Linked DNA regions of Sus scrofa: region 2 is linked to region 1. The links are chromatin contacts, called in public Hi-C maps. All regions are on one chromosome and are shown on one strand. Each heading gives the region's core, a stretch centred on a gene start, on an enhancer-like site or on the middle of the called end of the contact. The rest is flanking DNA. Distances are from core to core; before and after follow the strand shown. Region 1 overlaps FAM189A2 (protein FAM189A2). Region 2 has its middle 28 kb from the start of MAMDC2.

The links. A called contact is a pair of places that touch in the nucleus more often than the background predicts.
Region 2: a Hi-C map of skeletal muscle shows a contact between it and region 1, with 3 times the contacts expected there. The contact joins two enhancer-like sites. A contact is called at or near these places in 1 of 47 Hi-C or Micro-C datasets (skeletal muscle) and 1 of 2 datasets of contacts at active chromatin or transcription factors (skeletal muscle).

Annotation. Positions count from the first base shown.
Region 1 is chr1:222,705,080-222,709,687 of Sscrofa11.1, reverse strand. FAM189A2 (protein FAM189A2) reads right to left here. Exons shown (of 10, transcript XM_021064674.1): 4 at 4,340-4,468; 5 at 2,515-2,622; 6 at 2,244-2,377. Among named protein-coding and RNA genes, the nearest start is that of FAM189A2, 49 kb to the right of the region's middle. Within about 2 kb of position 3,282, at least 11 of the 83 cell types and tissues checked have an H3K27ac peak or open chromatin away from gene starts, as enhancers often do. A contact at or near this core is called in skeletal muscle, where this site is marked.
Region 2 is chr1:223,511,170-223,515,891 of Sscrofa11.1, reverse strand. No RefSeq gene overlaps it. Among named protein-coding and RNA genes, the nearest start is that of MAMDC2, 28 kb to the left of the region's middle. Within about 2 kb of position 1,366, at least 10 of the 83 cell types and tissues checked have an H3K27ac peak or open chromatin away from gene starts, as enhancers often do. A contact at or near this core is called in skeletal muscle, where this site is marked.

The DNA of each region.
Region 1 (4,608 bases), core at 2,033-4,532:
TCTCTCAAGGCTGTTCTGTGTTACCCCCTCTCCCCGTGGCTCCTGGGAAGTTCTGGCTAGTGAAGCCCTTGAAGAAAAGCTTATCTATCTTCTTACAGCTCAGATTTGGCCAGAGGCTAGCTCAGTACTCAGAGGGGGCAAATTCAGGGATGCCCCCAGATCCTCAAAGACCCATACTGACAAGCATGACCACAGAGGTGCAAAGAGAAAGGAAAGAGAGAAGAGAAGGTGGGGGTGGGGGTGGGCCCCCACAGGACGGCGTGACTTCTAAACCCACATGAGTCACTTTCCCTTTCTGCCACTGCAGGAAATTAAATCTGTCTGCTGCCTCCTCTGAGGTCAACCAAAGGCTCACCCACAACCTCAGAGAGCCAAGGAATTCTTCCTGCAGAGGGCATTTCTCTTCCCAATCACGAAATAACAGGCATTTATTTGCAGGCAGCCTGCAAAGGTCTCAGGTCTTAGCAAACGTGTCCTATGTGCACAAAGAATAAGTTTTTCGTTGCTATGTCCTTCCAGCCTCTGTAATACTTGGCTCATTTCCTAAAAGACTACAGAAGCCATCCTAGCCCCTAAAACTCTAAAATTCCAGTACACCAGTCCCTGTACAACAGGGAGGTTGAGCTGTCTGCCAGGCCAACTATCCAGCAAGCTAAGGCCCCTCTGGCTTTGTGGTCATTGCTACATCTACCTAGGTGGGTGGACAGGGGAGGGGCCAGAGCGGGGTTTAGATATGATTTTGAGGGAAAAGTTGGGAAGATAATCCAATGAAAATAACATTAACAGTGACGGCGCCTGGGTGAGAGCTCCTGTTGGTCACCTGCTTCAAAGTCACATATGGCTGCCCTGAATACTAGAAAATAGATTTCCAAAATTCCCAAGCCTGGCACCAAATTTGTCTGACAACTTCCCATGTGTACCTCAGGGATTAAAAAACAGAAATTCCTGGAGTTCCCCTGTGGCTCAGCAGTAATGAACCCGACTGGCATCAAGGAGGATGTGGGTTTGATCCTTGGCCTTGCTCAGTGGATTAAGGATCCAGTGTTGCCATGAGCTGTGGTGTAGGTTGCATAATCTGCCTGGATTAGGCGTTGCTGTGGCCGTGGTGTAGGCCAGCAGCTGCAGCTCCAATTCGACCCCTAGCCTGGGTACTTCCATATGCTGCAAGAACAGGCCTAAAAGGATTAAAAAAAAAAAAAAAAAAAAAAAAGGCAGAAATTCCTAGCCCGCCCAATAGCAAGTGAAAGATACTAGTCTTCCTTGGTGAATTCAGAGATTTTCTTTTGGAAGCTTAAAATTCAGGTTTGTTTACCCTGTAAATTCATACAAAGATCACTTCGTCCAACAAGCCAACTCTGATTAGCTGACTCTTCCTTCAAACTCTCTGCAGCCCACTCTCCATGTGGGGTGGGCAGTTCTCCTTCTGCATTCAAAAAAAAAAAAAAAAAAAAAAAAATCCTCCCTTTTGAGTCCTATGGGGATCCTTCCAACACTCATTTTAAGACCTAGACTGTGAGCTCTTTGATGGGGGTGGAGGGTGGGAATGGGGGGTGTGGGTATTACTCATTTCAGATTTCAATAACCCAGCACCATGATTAGTAAGCAATAGAAGATGGATTAAATGTTTGTCGGATGAATAAATGAAGTTAATCTTTAGAAAGGTACAATTCTCGAAGTAGCAAACAACAAGAACCAATGTATGTGGCACTTCATTCTACAAATAATCATTTCTGAGATTTAAGAAACAGACGATCAAATTTTGAGCTAGAATTTGAAAAGGAAGCAAAACATGGTGTCTATTCTTTTTCCTAGACCAAGGAGATGTAATTAATAATTAATCTTTTTTAATGGCTGGGAGAGAATTTCATGACATGAGGACCTGCTGATGGTGTTACAATGAATATCGATTTGGCCCAACTGAGAGCGTTTCCAGGGCAACAGCAGTTCTCAATCATGTCAAATTACAGCAGTTATCTCACTGGGTGTCAGTTTTCCTAGGAAGCTAATTGAAATTGAAAAACTATATTCTTAGGTCAAAGTTTGAACTTTGGTTTCATGCAATTTGTCAGGACCCCTCCCCCTCAAAAAAAAAAAAGAAAGAGAGAAAGAAAACAGAAAATCTTGAAAAATAACACAATGTCTAGACTTTGGAGAGAAGCCAGAGCGCATGCTGTGAGTTCTGGAGACCCTTCCATTTTCAAAACTGAGGGCACCCCAAAGAAACCTGGGGCTTAGGAGAATACCTGCGGTTCATCCGGGGTGTACACGAGTAAAACGTGGCAAAATAGGAAGGGGGAGGCACCGGAGGCACAAAGTCATCAGGGTCTGGGATGCGTCTGTGTTCCTCCACTTCTTCTGCAGAAATCTGGGATTCATCCTAATTAAACAGCACCTCAGTTAGTCCACAGCCTTCCCTACAAAGGCTCAGGGCAAAAAGCAACGGGTTACACAAAAAAGTTCGCAGGCAGGCTCAGCGGAGACATGGTCTCGCACGGCCCCCTTGCATGCACTTACGATGCAGGATCTTCTGGCTGCAAAGATCTGGAGGTAGCGGAGGGCGGCTGCCACCAAGCAGACAGTGGTAGTCAGGGCGTTCAAGGCACACAGGGCGAAAAGCACTTTCTGGAACCAGGAAACAATGATGCCCCTGAGTACCTCATAGCTGATGACCAGAATGCAACATTAAAACTTTAAAAAAGAGTAAGAGTGCTGTCCCACTAAGTCAATTCTCATGAGAAAACGTATGTAAAGGCCTTAGATGATGTTTGGCTCATGCTACATGCCAAACAAATGCTGATTACTATTAAGGCTCTCACTGGAGTTTCCTTGTGGTGCAGCAGGTTAGGGATTGGGCATTACCACTGCAGTGGCTTGGATCGCTACAGTGGCATGGGTTTTATCCCTGGCCTGGGAAATTCCACACGCTATAGGCATGGCCAAAAAAAAAAAAAAAAAAAAAAAAAAAAGGAAGAAAAGGAAAAGAAAAACACTCTCACACAATGCTGTGTACTTCTTAATTTTAAAAACATCTTCGGTACTATTGAAATCTCTTACATTTTTAAGATAATATCTTTGCAACTAAAAACAGAACTTATCTTAGAAGCTTTCCGTGCCAGGCAGACCTGACGTTACCATATTTCTTTTTGCCAGCATCAGAATCCTGTCTGGAAACGCTTTTTCCAGGCAAGCGCTGTTTCTCTTCTGAAGTCAGTGTCCTCAGTGATACCGATTCCCAATCTCCCCGCCCTCCTACCCACGGTCCCCCACCAGGACAGCACAGCTGCTTAATTTGTGGCCACTGATTCTATTTCAGGAGTCACTGGCAGAGCTGCTCCAGGCACCCAACTAGGACAACACAGGGGGCAGGTCGGCCCGAGTGTAAACAGGGCTTCTCTCCTCTAAACACATGTCTCAAAATAGCAGCAAAGCCAATTCCAAAAGTTTCTGTTGCCACAGTCGAGGCTCCTTAGTGGGGCTTTCCTCAAGCAAATTCTGGCTCAGAGAAAGTCTGGGGGTGACTCAGCTGCCAAAAATCCAGAAGCCAAAGAAGGAAGGTCTTTTTTATATCCTCCATGACCCAAAGAGTTGGGAGCTTCTCTCTCTTTTGCTGAGATTCTTCTTCCACACAAAATAGAAACCCAGAACAAAGATCAAAGAAAGCCATCAATGATGGACCATCCAAATGCTATTATCTCAGCAACTGATCCTGTCACTCACTTAGCTAACAGAGCTTAAGTCAGGACACCGCTTTTATCCAATTCCCTAATAAAGGTCAATTTTGTACATCTCTTGAGCTAGCATCATTTGTTCTTAATCTCTTTTGCCTATTAAATGAGAGGTAATGTCTTGAATTTCTCATGTATTTTCTGGCCAATGCATCTCCTTAGTCTACGTGGCAGCACTCGACAGCCCACAGGACTCATTTAAGCCAACAGAGGAGCATAGGAACAATGACCAGTGGACATCTACTTTGCAGGTTCTGCTGAACCTACATCATATACGAGTAGCTATATCATGGATGGGTAGGTGGGTATGTGTGTGTGTCTGAATATGTATATTATATACCCACACATATACATATGTACATATTTAGGCTCCTTTACATTTTTCACTAGCTTATAATTCTTGAACACAAAGAAGCCATCCCATCATAATTTAAGAGACACACAATAACCTGGTTCCTTCTGCTCTCAATTCTGTCTCTGGATCACTGATGAGGGGTTTGCTCCTATCTGCTTTCAGCAGCATTATTTGAAGAGGAATTATTTCAGGGAGTGCTGCCTTCTTTGGGGTCTCTGTGGTGTATTTATTGAGCAGGAGTGAGGTCCATTCCAGATACCTTAAGTAGAAGGTGAACAGCACTACAAGGCTGAACTGGGAAGAGCTTCAAAGCATTTTCTTTGTCTGTGCATTTGGCTGGTTGATATTCTTCACAACAGAAGCAAATCTTGCCTTCACCTAAGTCCACCTTCAAAGGGAAAAGGAAGAACAATAACTTAATTATTAAGTAAAAATACACAGGCCACACCATGGAGCACCAATTACTACAGAATGAGATATGGTAAGGTTCAGTGTCGGGCAGTGTCTACATCGGTCAGGATACTCTAG
Region 2 (4,722 bases), core at 117-2,616, 810 kb before region 1:
AACTTATTCCCCACTTGCAAAGCGGTTTATGCTATCAGCCCTGAGTGCAGTTATATTTTATCAGCAATTCTTCGTGTTATACAGGAGGGAATAATAATCTGTCTTATAAATTACTGAATTAATTGTGGTACAGAGAGAAAAGTCTTGGCTTTCTTTTCCTTTTGTGGCTTTAAAGTCTATTTTTGACAAAAATAGTGATAAAGTACTTTTTCAAAATGAATCTGTGGCAGTGAAATGATTCACTGTATAAACTGTTAACGTATATTAGACTCAAACAATTGGCATGTAAACATGTCCTAAAGAGAAGAAATGTTAATCTGCTTTCACATGTTGACTACAGCATTATTTCATAATGACCATAAGACCAAGCGAGCAAGCAAACAAATGAAATAACCTAAGATTTCAAAAATAGGGGAAATAAATAAACTACGATGCTTCAATCTAAGAAAGGCAATCATTCACTCTGATAGCTTATGAATATTATTTAGTAGCAGAAATATATATTCCACTCATAATTAAAATGAAAAAAGAAGGTTTTAACAGATAAAATACAACAAAATAAGACAAATTATATCTAATTCATCTAAAAATACATTGGATAAAATCTTTAACATTACCGAATGCCTAACAATTCTGTGAAGGATCATAAAATTATGGGTATTGAACAGAATTTCCTTTTATTTTCTAACCATTCTTTAATTTTGTTATATTTATAATTGAGAAAAAAGAAGATTCAAGTTATCTATAATTAAGATGTGGAATAATGAGTTACTGTTTTTCAGATTGGCATTATTTACTACAGTAGTCATGAGCACATGTGGTTATATAAAATAAAATTAAATAGAATTAAAAGTTCATTTCCCTTAGGTGCACTAACCACATTTCAAGTGCTCAGTAACCACAAATAGCTAGTGGTCAAGTGAGTTGGACACGGCAGTTATGCAAACTTCCTCATTGCAGAAAGTTCCACGGGGTAGAGCTTCCTGGCTCCTTTTGGACATGCCAAACAAATGTGTAAACTGCCACAGAGGGTTAAACGAAATGCTGAAGATGTTCTGGACCACGGTAAGTCACTAGGTTATTCCTATCTTAGAAGATTTTCTACACTTACAATACTGGCCAGGCCACATGTTGTCCTGTCTGATAAAAGATCTGCAAATTCAGCCAGCTATGTACTAGATTCAAACTGTGGGCTCAAACCTCAGATCAGTTTGCAGTTGTCTATCTGCATTCCAACACACAAAAGAAACAGGACCAGATTAATTTCAGTCTAACACATTGGATTTCCACCTGCTATTAATAATGCTCATAATGTCAGCTCCTATTCTTGTGCTGCCTTCTTACATTTTGAGGCTGCTTGAGGTGCAGAGGTTATTTTAGGGCAGTTGGTGATTAGGTAAGCTGATGACTAGGCCTGGCTGACACAGGCAAAGAGAAAGCCAAACATTTTGGTCTGTTCTTAAGAAATCTGTCCCTGGGTCCTGTTACGAATGTGACAAAAAGGAAATTGCCCATTTCCTTAACCTCTCCTTTCTTTATAGCTCTTTTTCAAAAACAGTGCTTATTTCATTTTAGTCAGTATTTCAAGACACAGAGAATATCTCTAGAGACTGGGAAAAAAATCTTACGCACTTTGAATATATACTATTGCCTATGTGAGAGGGGAAAAGAAGAGGGACAAAGTAAAATGCTATCCCTTAGACAGGTGTTCCTGATACTTTGCAGACCTCTTAAGAGTTAGGGTTAAGTTAGCTTTGTGTAAATCAATTTGTTTCAGTTTAATACAGATTCCAGTCCTTAGGGATTGGTGATATTTAAAAATTTTTGTTTTGATTGAGAATATTAAGTAAAAACTGATTTCAAATTTACCTAATTTTGGAAATAAAAATAGGCACTGAATGGAGAGCAATTAAAAACACATTTGTGGAGTTCCCATCATGGCGTAGGAGGAAAGGAATCTGACTAGGAATGGTGAGGTTGCGGGTTTGCTCCCTGACCTCACTCAGTGGGTTAAGGATCTGGTGATTAAGTGAGTTGTGGCATAGGTCACAGATGTGGCTCAGATCTGATGTTGCTACAGCTGTGGTGTAGGCTGGCAGCTGTAGCTTTGACTGGACCCCTGGCCTGGGAACCTCCACATGCCGTGGGTGCAGCGCTAAATAAATACATAAATAAATTAATTGAAAATAAAAAAAAATTGCAAACAATTGTAAATATAGTCAAGGAAGGATCAAAATATGATTTAACTTACTTTTTATCATACTTAAAACAGAATTGCACGTGATCATTTATTTACTATTGATATTTGGGGCTAGATAGTTCTTTGCTGTGGGTCACTGCCCTGTGCACTGCAGGATTTTAAGCATTCCTGGTTCCTACCCACTAGATACCAATATCATTCACAAGTCATAACATGTTGGAGAAAACATGTCTCCAAACATTGCCAAAGGTCCCTTTGAGGATGTGGAGGGGGTGGGGCAGGCAGGGGCAGGCAGGGGCAAAATCTCTGAGATTTTGAGAGAACCAGTGATCGAGGGGGTAGAAAACTGCTGTACTTTCAAATCCCACTTGCTCAGCTCCTATTACATGTAGTCCCTATGTGAGTCGCTTTCAAGATCTGGACCTCCTTTTTGGATTCACTGTCAATTTCAAACTATTCATTCTCTTCAGTCAAAGCAGGACAGTTGTTTACATTATAAAAAGGGACTGGATGGAATTAGTTTTCTCTTCCTCTGCACATCACCAGGTGGTGGTTTTAACGAGGAATGAAATATCCTTAGATCCTGGAAAGAAAAGGCAAAAGAGCAGAAAGGCAAGGGAGATGGACTAAGACTCCAGCTGAATAATCATCCCCAAGATGATCAGGGCTTTACTGTTCCAATTTCCTGCTTCAGAAATCTGCAAATTGTCAAAGGGCAACAGTGTGTCTCCCCCACCCCCCAACCCAAGCTTGTCTCCCTTTCAAAAAACAATGATCTTCTCCCTCAAAATAACATAATGACAGGCAGCAGATCCAAAAGAGTAATGGAGAAAACTTTCCTCATAGTATATAATTTCAAGCCTCTCCTAAAGCTTTTTTTTTTTTTTCAGGGAGAGGCAGTGGGATGGAGAGAGAGTCTGTACAGAAACCCAGCCACAAAGCTGTGATAGTCAGAGGGACTAGACTGCCTCTTAACCTGTTAAAAGTGGAAGAAAAAGTAGAGAAACAGATATGTCAGGAACTTACTTTCCCAAACCAAATCAGGACGGAGTTTTAAAAGAATCTGGGTGACTGATTTTAACTGCAGGAAGTGTCATAGTTTAAGTGTCACCCAACACAGTCAATATGATTTTGCTAAGGGAGGGAAGAAGTGAAGCTTTGCAGGGAGCTCTGGAATACACAACCACAGACCCTGGTCGTGCGTGTAGTTTAAAAAGATTGTTAAAGAGCTCAACACTGGCTGAAGTGACTGGTTTCTTTTCACTGTCTTTTAAAGTAGTTTCTATGGCCTGCTCGAGAGACATAGCTGGCCAGGTTGCTGGGTTAATCTACCACCTACTTTACCAATTGAAGAGTACCAGTTGGGCCTATAATTAGGATGTGAATGATAGTTTCCAGAAATGGCCTTCTCTCTTCAGACAGAAACATTTCAATCCTATGCCAACAGTACCATCAATTACTCATGTTCACAAAACAAACCTAGTTAGATTCTTGTTACAGTGGCAGACCTCAACAATTTACCAGAGGATTTGGTTCTGCGTTAGATTTAACTTCTCTTCTGATGAGGTTTAAAAATCTTTTAAAGTCATTTTGCACAAATAAATTTGGATATGGTGACTGCAGAGTTGGTGGAATAATTATTCACAAAATTACTATAATCTAGTCAGTGAAAGACCAGAGCCCTTCATTATGATGCTATTGACACAATTGCAGGATATCCTATACTACAATCTATAATGCAATTGCATTCATTTAACGATTTGAAAATAAGTTGTAATAGAACTTTAAAAATTAAAAAACATACAGCAAAACAAAAATTCCAGCATTAGACACTTAACTAAAGGGGTGGAATTTTCACAAAACTCTAAAGACAGGCTGAGTGGAGCTTTATCTAGAAAAAAAAGAGGATAAGACTTGAGTATTTTTAGAATCCCAGCCACTTTTGGGAAATAGTTGCTAAACTATAATAGCATACATCCTGCAGATACTATATTTGGTCTTCCGATACCACAAAAGGCAGAATGACCATGTGTTTTTAAATAAGGCTTTAGCTGACCAACACTTTTTTCTTAAAAGACCCATGTGCTTTGTTCATTTTTTTAAAGACCCATCTGATTTGATTCAGCTCTTGGCTTTGACAAGCAACAAAGACTGAGCAGCCTCCAGCTTTACCCAGCAGGAGTCCTTCTGCTCATAGAGGGCTTTCATCCTGGAGCAGAGGGCACCATGTGGTCGATTTGCAGATTTACAGCCAAAGTTTTTCATTGCTGTTTTGGTGGTAATTTGGTGGTAAACACGCAGATCTCTCAACTCACTGACTTCAGAAATTTGCATTATTTTCAAATCCTTTGGTCACTGAAAAGGAGAAGATTCCAGAAGAGACCTTAGCATCAGTCATTTTTTAGAACAAGGAAAAGGCTCAGAGATCCTGGGATTTAAACTCAAGGTCACACAACAGCCAGCTGCAGACCTGGGCATGAAATGTCACACTATAAATCTCTGAGAGAGAACACGTTTCATTT